Linked DNA regions of Mus musculus: region 1 is linked to region 2. Evidence: chromatin contacts called from public HiChIP or PLAC-seq data. All regions are on one chromosome and are shown on one strand. Each heading gives the region's core, a stretch centred on a gene start, on an enhancer-like site or on the middle of the called end of the contact. The rest is flanking DNA. Distances are from core to core; before and after follow the strand shown. Region 1 has its middle 59 kb from the start of Gm33734. Region 2 has its middle 9.8 kb from the start of Gm22845.

Evidence for each region. HiChIP or PLAC-seq counts read pairs in DNA pulled down with a chosen protein or histone mark.
Region 1: a contact with region 2 is called in a FOXA1 HiChIP or PLAC-seq map of pancreatic cancer cells. The contact joins two enhancer-like sites. A contact is called at or near these places in 1 of 39 promoter capture datasets (the 3T3-L1 cell line), 8 of 484 Hi-C or Micro-C datasets (the C2C12 cell line, the HL-1 cell line, the Patski cell line and 4 more) and 1 of 115 datasets of contacts at active chromatin or transcription factors (pancreatic cancer cells).

The regions. Positions count from the first base shown.
Region 1 is chr12:9,976,168-9,980,906 of GRCm38.p6, reverse strand. No RefSeq gene overlaps it. Among named protein-coding and RNA genes, the nearest start is that of Gm33734, 59 kb to the right of the region's middle. Within about 2 kb of position 1,611, at least 60 of the 459 cell types and tissues checked have an H3K27ac peak or open chromatin away from gene starts, as enhancers often do. A contact at or near this core is called in the C2C12 cell line, the HL-1 cell line and pancreatic cancer cells, where this site is marked.
Region 2 is chr12:9,853,468-9,857,807 of GRCm38.p6, reverse strand. No RefSeq gene overlaps it. Among named protein-coding and RNA genes, the nearest start is that of Gm22845, 9.8 kb to the left of the region's middle. Within about 2 kb of position 1,502, at least 38 of the 459 cell types and tissues checked have an H3K27ac peak or open chromatin away from gene starts, as enhancers often do. A contact at or near this core is called in the C2C12 cell line, the HL-1 cell line and pancreatic cancer cells, where this site is marked.

The sequences.
Region 1 (4,739 bases), core at 362-2,861, 120 kb before region 2:
AAATTCGTAAGGATACAAGACAAAAATGTCAAAACCACAAGCAGTAAACAGTCACACTAAAGAAAAAAAAATACAAAAACAGCAACATCAATATACACACAATCACCCACACCACACACCAGTCACTGTTTTCTTTTACAACAAAAAGGGCTTCACAATTAAGTTCTAGATTGTTTCTGTGGTGGTAAATTCTCACCCAGAGACACTCAGGCAATGGATTGAAGTCACACAGTATAATTACACAATACCCTGGCCTTTACTCCAGGATGTAAAAGCACAAACAGAACACCTAGAGATTCAAAAACAATCAGTGGACACTTAGACTTTCCTTTTTTGTTTGTTTGGTTTTTTTTTTGTTTGTTTGTTTTCTTTTTTGAGACAGGGCTTCTCTGTGTAGCCCTGGCTGTCCTGGAACTCACTTTGTAGACCAGGTTGGCCTCAAACTCAGAAATCCACCTGCCTCTTCCTCCCAAGTGGGGATTAAAGGCATGCACCACCACTGCCCAGCTTGACATTCATTAAACTGATGCTTTGACTAACCATGTGATACTGGTGGGATAATTTATCCAATATCACAGAGAAGGCTATCTTCATTTGCCTGCCCAAATATTGCACTTCTAAGAATTCTTTGCCATTAACCAAAACAAACCAGACCAACAAGCAAAATATAAACAAACAAACAAACAAACAAACAGAAAGCCAAAACAACAAATAACCCAAAAAAAAACCCTTAAACTAGTGCCTAAACTACCTTTCTTCCTTTCTTTCTTCCTTTCTTTCTTCCTTTCTTTCTTTCTTTCTTTCTTTCTTTCTTTCTTTCTTTCTTTCTTTCTTTCTTTCTTCCTTTCTTCCTTCCTTCCTTCCTTTCTTTCTCTCTTTCTTTCTTTCTTTCTTTTCTTCTTCTTCTTCTTTATTTTTTTAAACCTGAACAGGGTGAAAATCAGCTATGTATTAAGGGGCCTCAAGTATCTTAGAAACAAACTTGTGAAATTTGTATTTTTATGTCTTTCTCTGAAAGTATTTTTTATCATCTCCATGCTTTTACACAACCATGTACATTATCTAACATTTATTTCAAACATTGGCAATGAACATTTATATGCTCTAAGTCTTTAATTATAACTTAGTCACTTGAGTTTGTAAAACTCACCATTGATTTTCCTTGTGCCCACATATACATGGGCACACACACACACAGCCTGTACATTCCATTGGCACACTTCTCTATAGATTTATTGGAATGTAGGAAATTAACTATATAACCCCCAAGAAAGCAATGCTGTTATTCACAGTGGTACATTAACAGGGAATTTTGTCCCTTATCCAGAATTGACCTCAAAGAAAGCTTGATTAAATACTTCTTAAAAATGGTTGCAGTGTTGCAGGTAATAAGTGTCTGACATCAGAAATGAGAAAATGCTGCTAATTCTCACTGTTCTCTCTAGATTTCTTTCCCCCACCCCCACCAAATGTCTACATAGTCAAGTCTCTGGTATGCATCAGAAGAGCATGTGATTTTCAGAGTGAAGTCAAAGGAAAAGTATGCAGATGGCAGTGTAAATGTTAGGAAAGTTTGAGGAGAAATATGCCAGTTATGTTCTGTTTTGTTAGAGTAACTATAGAACCATTGCAGCAATGCCACGGTCAAGACTCTTGCCAAGTGGAATACCCTATTTATAACCCTAACAAGCAGAGGAAATGGTGCCAGGAACAAGATAAAACTATTAGTCACATTTTAAAAGATACTTAAAAGCTAGTTTGTATTTTAAAATAAATTTTGGTGGTTAAGCACACAACTTGGGTAATTACAGATCTGGGTGTTGAAGCATGGTGCAAGAGCATTAATTAGTCCTTTCCTTATCTTTGCTGCCACATCTCTGCCAGATAGCTTGTTTGAAGTCATAAATGGAGCTCATAAATGGGCTCTTTGGGAGATACCTAGGAAATAAACAATCCTCCCCTTTGGTAAATAGCTAAGAGATCTCCATGGACTCGCATGCTTTTTCCCAGTGTTGGCACTGTTGATTCAGTGCCCAGCTGGCAGCTCCTCCTCATCTGTCTTGTTTCTGGCAGTCTTTCCAATATCAAGCACTTACACAGCAATCAGAGGCATTGAATTCCAAAGAATGCTTTGAGCTTATGGATTCTGGTCATAATGGTGTCACACTGCAGGGTTTCTGCCACCCAGAGTACATGTGGCTACGTCAGGACACGTGCTCTAAATCCTTGCCTCTTGCCCTTTACCCCAAGGAGACTGAAAGACTGTGGTGTAGTAGTATGGGCTTCCTTAGCCTTTCTTTCCATCAGTGAGAAGTTACAAGTTCTGTAATGCTTTCAAATGTAAGGACAGGGCAAGCCCCAAACACAATTCCTTTCTCTCCCTGTATTTCCTCCATTTCTTGCCCTCACTGACTCACTTATCTGACTTGATAGAAAACACACACACACATACACACACACACACACACACACACACACACACACACACACAAAGCACATGATTTTTCATGTTTTTTTATGTTTATGTGAGTTTTGACTGAATGCATTTATGTATATGTGTGTATGCATGCATGTATTAGGCATGTATGTATTATGTATTACATATTATGTATTACATATTATGTATTACATATTATGTATTACATATTATGTATTATGTATGTATATTCACCATGTTCATGCAGTGCCTGCAAGAATCAAATCTGCTGGCACTGGAGTTGTCAGACCATGAAAGCATTTAGGAATCAAATCCAGGTCCTCTGGAAAAGCAGCTGGTATTCTTAACCTCTGAGACATATCTCCAACTCCAAGGGTCTACAATTATTATTAAATTAGAAAGAACTAGAGTTACTCATGGTTCTTTTTGCTAGTACTGTGTTTTTAAAGAGAAAAAAATTGTGACTTCAGGTTCCATTGCTTTTCTAAGGATGAAAACTATTCTTGCAGGTTTGTTGAGGTCTAGAGGCAGCAACATGAAAGATGCCCTGTACTCTTTCCAAAGAAATGACAATCAACAAATGTTCATTCCCCAGGGCTGAAGCCACTATATTATATAATGTAGAGTTCAATGTATTTGTTGTCATACTACGTAACATATCACCAAATTTCATGTATTTTCTATGTTATTTTTGTATTGATGATATATGTGTGCATGGTGCCTGCACATGAGTATATGAGTGCATATGCCCATGCAGTTGCATGCAGAGGCTAGAGCAGGACACAGACTATTGGCCTAGATCACTCTCTACCTTACTGCCTTGAAACAGTGTCTCTTTGCAGAACCAGGAACTTGCCATTTCAGAAAGCCTTACTGTCTAGTGAGGTCTCAGGATCCATCTACCTCCAACCACAAAGTTGAGGTTACAAGTACACATACCTATGTAAAGGTTTATATATGGGTGTTTGGGATTTGAAATAAGGGTTTCATATTTCAGGGTAAATACCCAGTCATATCCTGAACAGAGATATCATTGTTTTTTCCCTTACTATAGGATACTGTGAATGAATATTATTTACTATAATAATACTGTATGTTGGTATATGACAATTCTATAAACAAATATGTATAATTTTAGATGAGCATGTGATGTAATTGTCATTATATATCTTAAATAAATACTATATTAAGCTGTATATATCCCTATATTAGATTATATTACATATTATATTACATGCTGTAGGTTAGATCACAAATTCTGAATTTATACTATTTTATGTCATATGTCATGCTTATGTATTATATATTCATGTATATTTGTCTTTAATTTGCATTGCTATAAGTTATATATTTGTGTATGTTTACATATCATTTCAATACACAAATGATGACAATAATTATTGTTAGTAATTTATATAAACTATGAAGCATACATATAAATTGTAAAAATAAATCAACCATGAAGTTGCAAAAAATAGCCTGTACTTAGCAGGGCTCTGTTTCTGTATGATGTTTAAAATATATTTATATACTATTTAGATATCAATGTAAACATACTTAATAAATGTAATTACTTAATGGTTTTCAGTCTATGTCAGCCTCAATTCTCATGGTTGAGGACGTTCGCAGGGAAATCAGTGTCATGGAAGATCCAGGTATGGTGGTGTGAGAAGACCTTCAGTTCACACCACCACTGCCAGGCAAGTGAGCCGGGGTATGCTCATTACCTCTGATTCTCTGTGGCTTACTCTCATGAAAAGAAGAAGAGGCGAAGACCTAAAGATTGAAGTGGAAATAGCATAAGAAACATGAGCAATACACATAACCTTCAGAGCCGAGGTGCCAGTGTCTGTATACTTGTTGAAGTTGTTAGTAAAAGATGAGCCACTGCTATTCCTTTCAGCAGGGGTGGGGTTTTAGCTGAGCATTCACGATGCAAATGCAGCTGGCTACTGAGTTCTGTTTTGCTCAGGCCTCACGTGGAGAGCAGGGTTGGTTGTCCTAGCTTTCTAGTGGTTGGAGAACAGTCAAACTGATATCCCTTGTGGGGTAAGATCTTGGGGACAAATATTTCTTGTATTTCAAGGTTTCTTAAATTTCACATGTGATTTAAAAAAGCAAATAAGCCCCTTAATTGCTTCGTTAAGCTAGTCAACACTAATTAAGGAGAGTCAAGTGGAAAAATATTAGAACCTGCTGTGTTCTGCTTTTAGTCTCCTCCCCTGCCCCCAGAATGTGTTTTGCTTTCTGAGGGGTGGGAGTTGGTGATTTTCCTTGATAGGACCACTCTGCCCTCCTGGGT
Region 2 (4,340 bases), core at 253-2,752:
CTGAAAATTCTGTCGTGCTGGAGAGATGGCTCAGTGGTAGACTGTAGACTGCGCTTGTAGAGGCTCAGCGTGAAGGGCTATGGATCTACATGGGGTAGTCCACAGGAACCTTTACCTCTAGCTCAGTGACTGTAAGGGTGGTGGTAGTCAACACCTCTGGCCTCAGTATGTAGCTGCACTCTCATGTACATACACAGACATCTTGTTAAGAATTATAAAAATAGACAATAAAAAGTATAAAGCCCAACACTCATTAGCTATGCCCACTGCCTATGATTACATTTGAATCATTAACTGAATCCCTAATTAGCCCTGGACCATCCCCACCCATTTACCTTTCCTTTAATCAACTCACCCAGTGTTCTGTAGTAACTTGAGAGACCACCAATTTTGGGGATAATATTTAGAAAAAAATTCATAATTGTCCAAACTCAGAGTGCCATCTTATGCCAATCTGTCAGCATACAGGACAAGACAGATGAGTAAGAAGAACTTACATACATATCTCATGGAGTACTCTCCAGAGAAGTCTTCCATGATTAGAGGACAGAGACACAGAGAAGGTGTCTAAGATTCAGAACCAGCTAAGTACCAGCACTTATCCATCAGCCTCTTTTATATCACTCTTTCAGTTCTGTTTAAGCAACGTTGTTTCCAATACAATTCTCTTTCACCTTAGCAATAAAGTGATGCAAAATATCCTAGTGCACTAATGTGAATCAACTAGGCTATTCAGGATCCAAACAGAGATTTGTAGATATTACCCATAAAATAATTGAGACTATATACTAAGTACATACTCGTTGATCAATATCCAAAGATGATGATGTCCCAAGAACCTATTGTCTAATATTCTGTTTTTGATATGTAAAGTACACAGTATACATTTTTGGAAGTGCAAATGTAGATAGTACAGTGTAAAGTCTTTTCTTGTAACGCCCACTGTGTGTGTGTGTGTTAGTGTGTGTATGTGTTTGTGTGTGTTAGTGTTAGTGTATGTGTGTGTGTTTCTATATTAAGTACATGCATGTCCTGGTGCATATGTGGAAGTCTGAGGACAACTTGCAAGACTCAGCTCTTTCCCTCTTTCATGTAAGTTCCACATAACCAAACTCAAGTCATCAGGCTTGGCACCAAACCCCTTTATCCACTGGGCAATCCTACCAATTCACACTGTGCATTTTTGTATTGTAGGAATCATTCAAGTTTCCATAACACAATTTCCCCCAGACAAAAAGAGGAGATCTCTACTCACAAGCCAATTCACACTGGGAACACAAGGGTGCCAAGAAACTTCACAATGAAAGCTTGTGTTTGGGGTGTGTGTGTGTGTGTGTGTGTGTGTGTGTGTGCACGCGCGCGCGCGCACGCAAAGCAATGCAAATCCTAATCTAAGAGCATCACCATCCACTGGAAAGATGCCAGCCCCTCTCTCCTGTACATCCTCTGTGTGGATTAGTCACCAAGCTCCCAGTAACCACAATATGACCACTATGTAAGGAGGCTTTCTCCCTGAAACAATGCAGTTCTGTCTGATTGTCTTTGGGAGGCATTTACAGCTCGAGGACATAGCTCTGTTTTATTGAAAGTACTCAGTACTGACTTCTTAGAACATGGCTAAGCTCAGTTGGGCAATCACAGATGTTCCAGGGGGAGGTTCACATTCTTGCTATGGGGCACCCATCAGGGACACACACTGAAAGGTGAGGAAGTCTAAGCACAGCTCACAAGGCTCAGTGCAGGTGTGTTGACCTATTACTCAGACCAAATGCCACTTTCTCAGGTCATTGGTGGGATCTTCTCCTTAAAGGTTATACTAGGTGCATAATGGACGGAGTCTCCACTCTGTGTCAATAACTAATGAGATGAAATTGTGTCTATTCATCAACCTGGGTAGAGCCCTGGAATGTAGTAGCACTGCCCCGGGGACCACACTCCTGTGTACAGAACAAAGTTGTTATTTCTAGAAGAATGTGTCTGTTTCCCTGAGCCCTAGGCTTTCCCTATCCCCACCTCCATATCTAAGGATAGCAACCAAGTGTTCTTAAAATAATAAAAGACTGGCTGTGAGTCCTACAAAAAAAAAAAAAAACCTCAGGATTACAGTTTGTTTCTACTTGACTGAACAAGTCTCGGGCCACAGTACAGGAAAATCCTCCAACCACTATGCCCTGGCATCCTTTAGAATAATTGTCTTCCCTAAAACTTTGCTTCTGGGAGCTAGTCTTATGTAAGGTAGTGAAATTCATGGGGATTCTAAGATCTGGAGTTGAGCAATCTTACCTTGTCCTCTTTAGTAACTATCAAATGCAGGAGTGAGGGGGCCTCACTTCTGTGAACATGATTTTTGTTTCCCAGACTTCTTTCATTTAGTAACTGGCCACTCTCTCTTCCCTTCCTTACAGTTGGCAGCAGTGCAAGTGTAGGGGGCAAACTTAAGGTAGGAATAAACTCTGTTAATATCCATGTTCTGGACTTCTAGGTTGATACTGGGGAAAATGACATTTTATGAACCTATTAGAAGCACAGAAAGGAGATAATAAACAAAATTTGGGGGAAAAAAACTAGATTCTGGTTATAGCTCTGCCATCTATAGTGAGTGGCATGATGGCTCTTACCTACCAGCCCAGCCTCTGAGGACCTTCCTGATGATATCAATAACAGTTACCTCAAGAGTGGTAAGTATTTACAACTTAGAAAGTGGGACAAAGTATTTTACCTCACAACAGAGCATGGACAAGGACTTTTAAAAAAAGTCAGGTTTGGAAAAAGTCAAAGGACAGAATTCTAATTATATGATTTGAAAAAAAGTACTATGTAGCTAAAAGGTCTTTAGGAAAGTGAACTTAAGAAATTCTGAGTCAGGTCACTTAGTTGGGTTCCTATTTTGACAGACTTTTTAAATTACATTATCATAAATTTCTGAAAGATGTAAGATATAGCAGTTTCCAAGTCCATCAGACCATTGACCTTTTTCACAAGAGCATCCAATGACAGAAAAGAGGCTGGGGATGTGGTTCAGTGATAAATTGCCTGCCAGACAGGAGTTTCTCAGTATGATCCCAAGAATCTTTCAAAAGGTGCAGGCAGTTGGGAGAAATAATTGCTCTTAGGGAAAAGCTTTCTGATGAGCCCACCATGATGTTTTGGGGCCTGCACATATGCTCCCTTCCCCTGCAACCCTTGACATTGACTTTAGCTAATCATCATCATGCATTTTCAGCTAAGCTGCCTTGAAACTAAATATCGATAATGAAGAACTAGCTGCATCCCAAAAGTCTTCTCCCATCAACGTCTAAAGCCTTTTGCAGTGATAGCATATGAGCATTAACCACTGGGTATGACTCACATCAAGGATGCTAAAGTAAAGGAGTCCACAGCTTAAAACTCTCCCACAAGCACTAGACAGCAAGCCAGAGAAATGATCTCCATTGTGTTTAGAGGGATGGACACACCTGGGTATCCATGTATAGTCTTGTTTCTCAGAGAAACAGAAAATAATTCAGGGGAAAAAATAGGAACATCTTGTCTAAAATGACCCAGAGTCTAACAGCTGGTCAAAATAGGCATTGGTGAAAGATATCCCTTTATGCTTGTTTTTGTAACTATGAGCAGGTGTTTGCAATTAGCCCTTAATAGAACTTTGGAGCCTCTCTTCCAGTGCTAAATGATATCTGGCAATAGCATTTCCTCAGCATCCTAGAGGAAGAGTTTCCTTTGTTTTAGGTAGTTTGGCTTCTCTGGGCGTAAGATGGTATTAGCTAACCTGTTGGCACCATCAGAGAAAACACCTTATTGTCTATGGTGCTACATAAGCAGCTATTAGTGGCTAAGCAGCTCAAGGAGGTTCCATCTAAGCCAACTGAAAGCATGGTTCCACTTAGATCAGTGGTCCTAGGGCATTTCCTAGACTTTGTCCTCCACAGCAACTTGTCTGTGTCCACCAGATTCTAAGGTCATCCCTATAAACATCTATGCATAAGGAAAAGACAGTAATGATACTCCAGAGGAAATACATGTGGTTTTCCCTAGCACTTACTAGAAAGTTTAAAACACTAAGCATCTGAAAGAGAGCTATGTTTCCTCTTTGAAGTATTGATTCAAAAGGAATCACTCAAGTCTCCTATGCGAGAGGATTAGGAACTTATTCATGCCCATGAGGAGTCTTCAGCATGTGGGAGAGGTGATTTGGGAAACTCATACAATGAACTCAGAGAAGATCCAAGGGGTGTCAATAGCCTTGAGAGACAGTCTGAGCCAAGTCAGAGGGAAGGCTTCACTAGGAGGTATTCACAGAAGATGAAACAATTGACCAAGCAAAGAAAGAGAGAAGAGAGAGA